Regions from separate parts of the Zea mays genome. Here region 1 is linked to region 2. Evidence: chromatin contacts called from public Hi-C data. All regions are on one chromosome and are shown on one strand. The core of a region is the stretch at or near the end of the contact, and the rest is flanking DNA. Distances in the headings are between cores, read along the strand shown. Region 1 holds the start of LOC100502222. Region 2 holds the start of LOC103647243 (protein LONGIFOLIA 1).

Region 1 (4,950 bases), core at 2,088-4,587, 270 kb after region 2:
AGGGGATGTTGTAGAGGGAACCGTTGCAGTGTGCGGTGATTTAGAGGGAGGAGAATTGTGGTGATGTAGCAAGATCATGATGGAATATAGGGAGAAAGTTTAGAGAAAACCGCTATGGATAGCCTTATGCATATGCTGAGACAAATGACTTTCATGTTATTGTACTAAAGTACTTGTATTATGATTGTTTGTGTAATCTCTCTGTTCCAAAATAGAATTAATCGATTAGCCTGTGAATATAGTTTATATGTGTATCTATATTAATTATCATTCGTTTGAATGTGGATGAAAAAAAAAACTAGAAAGAAGTATATTTTAAGATAGATAGAGTATTATATTTCGCAGTGAATAGAGAAACAAACAAAAAGGAATGAAAAAAGAAAGGGCAACGGACAAACTGTGTTTCTCTTTTACGGAACCTAAAGGGAAGCGGATTGAGATGTGCAAACTCCGCGCGGCTGACGGTTTCGGTTGGTTCGTTTCGTTCACCAGCCAGCCAGCCACAGTTTTTTATTTTTCTTCCAAAACGTGGCAGAAGCGAAATGGGACGAAAGAAATATATTTATATATAGTACAGTACTAGTAGATACTAGATGCAAACGACAAAGAACACTGTGACGACGAACGAACCTCCGATCTTTATTTTTCAACGAGAGAGACGATTAGTTGCGGCGTGCCACATCTGGGTTGTTAACGACGGGCGCCTGATGACATCATCCACCACTGAAACTGAAAGGTGTGTGAAGCCAGCACTAATGAAAAAGGATGATGGTGCGTTGCGTTGCGTGTAACAAGAGAATGACGGACGGCGCGGTGACAACTACCTGGCGTGGCGGCTGGCGGGTAGTGCAACCAACTGTGGCCGTTGAGTCGTCTGCCACACAGGGACTGGGAGTCTGGGACGGGGACACGTCTGCATGCGCAACGCTGGCCGCTCCGAAATCATGAGCGGAGCACGCATGCATGCACCTCACCTGAGTCCAACGATCACTGGCTGTAGGTAGGACATGGTATTCGAACCGGTTACATCACCGGATTTCTAATTGATACTGAACGACTAAGATCCTGTTTGGATCGTCCTGTCTAACTGTATGTCAGTGACTAATAATTAGCCGATAAATAATTAGCTAGCAACAGTTAGTCAGGATATGTTTGGAGTCTTGACTAATAGATGTCTTTTTTTTTCTTTATACAATCTATTAGCACATATTAGCAAGTTCAAATAGATAATAGGCAAACAGTTTGCCATCCCTCCTGCTAATAATTAGCCAAGTTATATAACTAGCCTATTTTGAAGGCCAATGTGCTATAATTAGCAAGCAAATTGTTTTTGCCACAAGAATCCAAACAGGCTCTAAGGACATCAACCTTTACCTTGTAGTAGTACCACTCGTTACATATACAAACTATTGCAAAATAATTATTATACTTAATATGGTGTGGGTGTTATGTTACTAATATGTTCGACAATATAGTTGAATTACTAACAACTTTTTTTCATTTTAAAAATAATTCAATTTATTGCAAAATAATTTGAATTGTTCTCATAGCTATATATATATATATATATATATATATATATATATATATATATATATAATATTGCTAATTCTTTATCCAAATGATGAAAGGGTATAATTTTCTTTTTATCAGACTTTACCATCGTCAAGTAAAACCAATGCAGTAGGGGTATACATTAGTTTTTTAAAAAAAAACAAGGCCAAACATGCAAAGTCAAAAAAGTAGGGGCAAATCTACAATTAAACCCCAAAACAGGGGGCACTTATTTAGTCAAAAGTTATGGGTGCCGACAGTTTGGATAAAGTGTTGTAAACCACATTGTTTAGTTCAAAATCTAGACTAGCATGTCATAAAAACTTTAGATTGGAGTGGAATTTCCACTACTCAAAAAAATACCAAGGTATTCTGAATACCGTGGTTTTGAAAACATAGTGGTTAGAGAAGCAACCAAATACCTCATGTTATATAAAATACTTTAGTACATTCCTATAAAACCATGGTATTGTATGGAAAACTATTAAAAAAATAAATATTGCACTTCCAAACATGCGTTAATCGCAACACCCGGATTTAGAATTACGCGCTACAACTCACACACGCTTATAATAAACGTATACACCCATCACTAAAAATACATGCGCACAAACTCTACCCCAACTAGCATTTTTAAAGACAAAATTTCAATGTTAATGAAGTTACCATAGACGACTGGGTCGTTTATAAGGGCAGACGAATCCGCAACGTGAAGATTGTTCTAGTGACTAGTCTATAGACACTTTAGCACCTAATTCCATTTTAGAAAAAGAAAAAAAAACATATTCCGGCGCAGGGGCCATCCATGGCCGTTCGGACAGAAAGCCGATTAGCCGGTCCGGACCACACCGACAGGCGACAGCTCTCCGAGTCCACGTCCCTGCCAAACTAAACGCAAAGCCAACCACCACCCAGCCCCCAGAGATTTTTTCGTCCCGGATTCTTTTCTTTTTCTTGTGAGCCCACCCACGGCCGTAACGGCAGCACGCAAGCGACCAACGGACGGATGGGTCAGTTGGTGGGGTTCGTGAGCGGGCTGCCGTGCGGACGCGTGTCCCCGTAGCCAGCTGTACCTAGGGATGAAAACGGTCGGAAACGGTATTTATTCGGTAATCAGTTTTTAGTCGTTTTTCTTTGATTGCGAATAAATAGGATATACAATCTATAATACAAATTTGTATTCTTGTTTTTAACATTCAGCTTCTAAAAATTCATAAAAGGTAAACCTCAAATTCATCATATATTTTTTTAAATAATAGATATAAACTTCGGTATGGATTCGGAAATAACTTCGATAATTTTTTCAACTTTTTGTGTTGCAGGGAGCAAATAAAACATAAAACAATTTATATAATATTTTATTCGTATTTGTACTAATGTGCTTGATAACATAAAAAAAAGATCAATATCAAATTTTATACATATCTATTTTAAAATATTAAATTTATCCTAACAGTTCGAATTACTACTTTCATCCCTAGCTGTACCCAATCCACCCCCAACTGCGTCTGCCACCTGCCTTCCTGCCCGCCCATCTGAAACCACACCACGCACGCACGCATTCCTGTGATCCTGTCCTGTGCACGGTGCACCTCGGCTCCGCACCGCTCCGGTGAGGCGGTGACCTCCCACCGGCTGGAGCGGTGGAGTCCTCCCTTCCCTTCCCAGTTCCCATCTGTCTGTCGTCTCGTCTCCCTCTTTTCTGTTTATATATCCTCCTCCCCCTGCCTGTCTGCAACCTTCACTCCCGACTCCACCTCTCTCCGATCGTCTCATCTTCTTCCTTCTCTTCCACCACATCCTTGGCATCTCATCCGGATCGACCAGTACACGCCCCAGTAGTACTAAAGAACCAGTTTCTGAGTAAAACATGGCGGCGTCGCCTTCCCCGTCCGGCAGCGGCGGCGGCAAGGCCGGCGTGGACCGGATCAAGGGCCCCTGGAGCCCCGAGGAGGACGAGGCCCTGCAGCGCCTCGTGCGCCGCCACGGCGCGCGCAACTGGTCCCTCATCAGCCGCTCCGTCCCGGGCCGGTCCGGCAAGTCGTGCCGCCTCCGGTGGTGCAACCAGCTGTCGCCGCGGGTGGAGCACCGCCCCTTCACGCCCGACGAGGACGACGCCATCCTCCGCGCGCACGCCAGGTTCGGCAACAAGTGGGCCACCATCGCGCGCCTCCTCTCCGGACGCACGGACAACGCCATCAAGAACCACTGGAACTCCACGCTCAAGCGCGAGCGCGAGCGCAAGCGCGAGTACTACGCCGATGCGCGCCCCGGCCCCGGCGACCAGCGCTCGCTCAAGCGCACCAGCAGCGACGGGCCCCCCGGAAGCCCGTCCGGGTCCGACCTCAGCGACTCCAGCCACCAGAGCCTTCCCACCGTGATGCCGTCAGCCGCTTCTACCGCCGTCACCTCCCAGCAGCAGCTACAACACGTGTACTACCGCCCCGTGCCGCGCGCGGGCGGCGTGGTCCTGCTCCCGGTGGCGCCGCCTTCTCCGCAGGCTCCTCCAGCAACCTCCTTGTCGTTGTCCCTCTCCCTGCCAGGGCTGGACCAGCAGCCCGAACCATCCCCGCCGCCGCCGCCAACACCTCAAGCACAAGCAAGCTCGCCGTTGAGCGCGGAGTTCCTGTTGATGATGCAGGAGATGATCCGGATCGAGGTCCGGAACTACATGTCCGGGTCGGGCTTCGACGCACACGCCGTGATGGGCATGGCCGAGATCGACTAGTTTCAGCGGCAGGGGTCCAAGACCAAGACAACGAATCGCCGACCGATCCCAGATTCCTTTGTTAATCAGCAGAGCAGAGGCCTTCGTTCCATGCTTGCTGCTGTGCTGCCTGCTGGTGGTACTCAGTAACCAGTAGAGTTTAGACTACAGTACCAGAGAGACGGACGGACGGCGAGACCTCCGATATCGTCATGCTGTTCTTGTACAGGAGACAGCACAAAAAGGGATCGAGAAGATGGATCAGGGAGAAGAGAGAGGACTCACTCGTGTTTCTTGGCTCGTGCAAATTTGCCTTTTGGTTTCGAGTGCAAAATTGGACCACTAAGATAAAGGGGTCTCTTCGATTGGCGGGCTCAGAAATTTGGTCGTTCTTAGATTATTAGGCTAGATGTTGGGATTTTATTTCCTAGATAGTAAGTTTTAAAAATATGGATTAAATCTTAGTTTAGTGTGTCCTAACACCCACTGACCACCGTACACACAGAACCGTACGGACAACACTAGAATGGTCTGCCTGGGAGCTGAGGAGCTCTTTTTTTTTTGGTAGTTGTGGATCACTGCTGAGCTACTTCAGTACTTCTAGATGGTATGGTATGGATGGATGGATGGATGGGCAAGGAAAGGACGAAGAGAAAATATATGGCCATGATGGCTGGCAGACAGGGTAG
Region 2 (4,469 bases), core at 1,770-4,269:
CCCAAGACAAGAAAGAAAACGATGAAGCCATTTGTTGTTCCTGAATCTTGATCTGTCACGCTCACGCCCGGCCATGGAACTAAGGTCAGAAGAGTAGCCACTAGACAATACAGAGGGCACGACGGTCAGAAGAACAATAACTTGGACTTGGAGATGCATCTGAAGGGGAGCACGGTGCTGTTGGGCCAGAATAAGCAGAGCTGGCATGCCAGGCGCGTCCACTGGTCGACGCCGATGATCCCCGTGACCTTCCATCGCGTCTGGGCCTCCCCATCCACCCGGAACGGCACCACGCCGTCGCGGAGCGCGGCCTCCATGGCGGCGCTGCCGGCGTCGCCCAGCGGGGCGCCCTGCGCGCGCGCCACGTACGCCAGCGGGAGGACGCCCCTGGCGGGCACGCGGAACGGGTAGGCGCGGAGCATCGCCAGCCCGCCCGCACCGCCACGTACGACATGCGGGGCTGCAGCAGCAGCACCACCACAAGGACGGCCACGGCGCCCAGCAGCACCACGACCGCCAGCACCATGAACAGCACCACCGCCACCCACTCCGCCGCGCCCTGACCGGTGCCTCCTGAAGCTGTACCGCCGCAGACGCTGAGGCTCCTCCTCGCGCCCCCTCCACGACCGCCAATTCGCCGGCTGGAGAGCGCCGCGGCGGCCGGGGCTCTCCTGCTCACGGGCGCCTGCTCGCACGCCCGAGGGAACCGCCGCCGCCGCTAAAACCTAATCCCTAGCGGCGTAGGGGTGTTTTTATAGTGACGGCGTGGACAGGATCGTGGGCCCGATTCACGTAATATGCGCAGACTATATTTGCATAAACTGATACACACATCAGCATAACTCGTATTATAATTTAGCGTAAGCACAGGTAGGTACAATAAACCAAAAAGGGTTCGTGCGGTCTGCACACCTGGTCAGAGCTTCCTGTAGTTAAATAGAGCTCAGGGCTCTAAATACTATATATATATATATATATATATATATATATATATATATATATATATATATATATATATATATATATATAAATGCTGCTGACTTTGCGTGCAGTTACGTTTCGAAGGGCTTGCAATTGCTTGGCTGCTTGGTTTGTTTGCACTGGTACTGTACCAACTACTAGTCTGTTTGTTAAGGCGTGCGTCGTTCTTCGTTTCGGCCAGAACGGCCTATTCCTGGACTCATTCTGGGCAGGAGGGATGAATCAACCCGGCCTATAATCTGGCCAAGTCTGTTAAGAGACGCCACCTGATTTCAGTCTCCTTCCCTCAATCCTTGGCCTGGAATGAGCTGCTTCCGGGATTGGTTCCTGACCTAAAAATGGGCCGGTGACCAGGAATTGGTGACAACACATGTTTCACTCGATCATGGGCTGGTTTGCTTACTTACTTGTCCTCCTCAGATTCCATCACTGCTTTATATCGCCTAGACTCAGTTGACTTGAGTTCATCAGCACTTGATCCGAAGGATCCTTGCACCATGCCCTTATGCCAGTCGTTCAAATTCAGTCTGATACTCAAGCACAGAGCCCGCTCTCCACGCTCAAGCGTCTGCTGCAACCAGGAATCCATTGCGCCATGAAAGCTGTGTGATCTATTGTGTATTGCGATAAAAATTTCTCCTTCGTTTGACGCATGTAGTCTTTGTATTGTTGTTGTCCATCGGCCGTTAGACTTTCAACGGCCATCTTCAGAATATTGTTCGGGAAGATAGTAGCGAAGCCACGTTGACTCTCCCTAGTGCATAGGCACCAGAGTAAAATAAATTTTTGTCAATATCTGTCCTAAATTTGTTATGTATTTCCTTTTAAATTGTATGGTTTCCTTTGTGTTGGATAGAGTGTGCACCAGGATGGTTTTTAAGCTGGCTTCGCTCATACGGGAAGATATCGGTGTGATCTTTAGAACCGGCCCATTTGAGGGCCTGATTTTTAGTAGATCTAGACATCTGGTCTCCAGCGGAGTTGCCAAAAAGTGTGTTGGCGCCGATCTGGACGCCAAACACTAGAACGAACCGCCTGACGATGCTTTCTACGGAGGCGCAGACGGTCCTCGCAACAGGGCTGAGCGATTCGTGATCTGGGCGCAGGAACGTCTCCTCCTCTTTCCTCTGTGTACGTCCGGACGGTCCGCGCCTGGGGCTCGGACGATCCACGACGACGCAGAGCATCGTCTTCTTTGCAGCAGACCAAGATCTCGCCTCCCGGGAGGGACCTCGTCGGGTGGAGAGATCCTAGGGTGTCTTGGTGTCGACAGGCCACCTAAGATGTCCTTGGTCGATGTAGAGCCGAAGAGAGATAGAGATTTGAGGTATATGAAGGCTAAACTAGGGCTAAACTAGAGCTACTCCTAATAATACATAAGATAAAAACAATAATTAGAGTTGAGTGTATCGATTGTGGAGGGTTCAATCGGCCTTAACCCTTCATCTATATAAAGGAGGAGGTCTGGACATGTTATAAGTCGGTTTTTAAGTTAAGAAATACCGCAAGAAATCCAGAACCCTAACTGATTCTGCGCACGCACGGACAGTCTGTGTCGTTACGACATACAGTCTGAACAGCGAACCGTCTGGCCTCAGGACCAGACCGTCCGCACAGACTTTTTTTTCTGCTCAACAGTCCCATTATTGAGTTCAAGTTTAGGGAACAATGGTGATCGATGAGGTTCGCCATCACGGGTTGGGAAGAAAATGTCATCGGTTGGCACGACTTGGTACTGTACTGTGGTGTGGACGTATGGTCTTCTCTTTAGGCCGTCTGCAGTAGTTTACCCAAAATTTATCCAAAAATATTATTTTATATTATTCTGCACTGTAAACTACAATGTTCGTAGATTGAAGTTTAAATATGAGTATAATGATAGATAAGGTGCCGTAGATAGCCTCATAGATGGACACCATGAATGCACTGTTGGTTAATCCGTTAGTGGCAGCTCCCTGCTCGTTCGGTGCCCCCGCGCATCAAAATTTACAAGATAATGCAGTGCAGTGCAGCACTGAAATGAAACAACACAGTAGTCCAAATTGACAGCAAATCCCGCCGCCAGTTAGCTTTTCCTGACTATCAGGAAACACCAGGGATTTTTCTTCCCAACAAGGCAACAAACCAATTGTTCACAGGTCTTGGTTGCCGTCTCCACAGCTCTCGCCACCAGATGCCAAATCGGTGGGGGTATAGTGGTATACACGTACACGCGTGCCGAGAGATGGACAGAGATGGCGCACATGGGGGTGCTGCTGAGAGGACAGGAGGAGAGAAAGAGAGAAGCTTGCAATGGCTTGTCCTGGTGTGGTTTGGTTTGGTCCCAGCAAGCACAAGAGTAGGCCATGGCAGTGCCAGCGCGTCCAACCATCATATTTTGCCTGTCAAGTCTAAAGTCTTCCCCACGCCCCCACCTTCCTTCTGTAACTGCAGGTGCAGCTATCAGGAGCATGACTTGTCACCTCACCTTAATCTCCAAGCACCCCAATATTTTATTTTTCAGATCGGGTTAGAAAAAAAAAGAAGGCAAGGTCATATGCAGGTGCAGGCGTGCAGCAGTGCGATGCCGACCCCGCTCTGTCCTCGCTTTCTGTAATCTTCCTCACACAAGTCACAAGGCTGCCTCCACTTCCATCCAGTAGGAACAAGTCAGACACGGAAGGAAGGAGGAGAAGGCACCGGAAATCCTCCCATCCCGCTAGCTGGAACCTGGAAGGGCTGAAGCTGGAGCTGGAGTGCTGGACAGTGACCGAGAGTGAGAGAGGCAGCAGCGGTCCGGTGGCTGTGGCCTCCTTGGTTGATGCTCACCCACCCTCAGGGAGGCACGAGCGTTCCCTCTCCGGCGAGCCCCACCCCGGAACTCCTCCGAGAAATGCGGCGGGGCAGCCACAGATGACACCTTCCTCTTCTTCCTGACCTGCTGCAGAGGAGGGCAGCCTCCTGCATTTCCGGGTTCCCTTGCGCTTGCGCCTCCTATTTCGTCTTTCCACGAGAGTGGGAAGGGGAAGCCGGAGGATGCCGGCCAAGTACCTCGGCCCGGGGGCGTTGGCGGAGGACAGGCGCCAGGACCTCCACCGCCAGGTGGGCTGCGTCACCGGGATCTTGCAGGCCTTCGACCGCCGCCACCCTCTCGCCTCCTCCTCCCACAAGAGGCTGCTTCCCCCAACAGGTCCCGCTTCCTCACTCTCTGCTTTCTCTTCTCTTGCGAGGTTGGAGATCCCCTGTGCGGCTGTGCCCTGCTTCAGTGTGTGTGTGTAGCCATTCTTGCTTCTCCGTGCTTCCAGCCGTGATCTATGCCGTCTATTTCTACCCCATCTCTTTGCCTGGTATCTTTTACTTGGGATGTGCCCAATAAAGGACTCAGCTTTTTGAAGACACATATTAGATTAGATCAGGTTGTATTTTTTATTTTAGTATGGAAAACAGCCTGTACCCAAGTGCTCCGCAGGTTTAAGTCCCTGCAGATTCATGCTCCAGACTTGTGTGTT

The links. A called contact is a pair of places that touch in the nucleus more often than the background predicts.
Region 1: a contact with region 2 is called in a Hi-C map of tassel, with 3 times the contacts expected there. The contact joins the promoter of LOC100502222 here to the promoter of LOC103647243 in region 2. A contact is called at or near these places in 5 of 25 Hi-C or Micro-C datasets (ear, endosperm, leaf and 1 more).

The regions. Positions count from the first base shown.
Region 1 is chr2:168,271,567-168,276,516 of Zm-B73-REFERENCE-NAM-5.0, forward strand. LOC100502222 reads left to right here and starts at 3,338. Exons shown (of 1, transcript NM_001196699.1): 1 at 3,338-4,561. The coding sequence starts at 3,425. The coding sequence ends at 4,282.
Region 2 is chr2:168,000,019-168,004,487 of Zm-B73-REFERENCE-NAM-5.0, forward strand. LOC103647243 (protein LONGIFOLIA 1) reads left to right here and starts at 3,020. Exons shown (of 5, transcript XM_020548456.2): 1 at 3,020-4,469.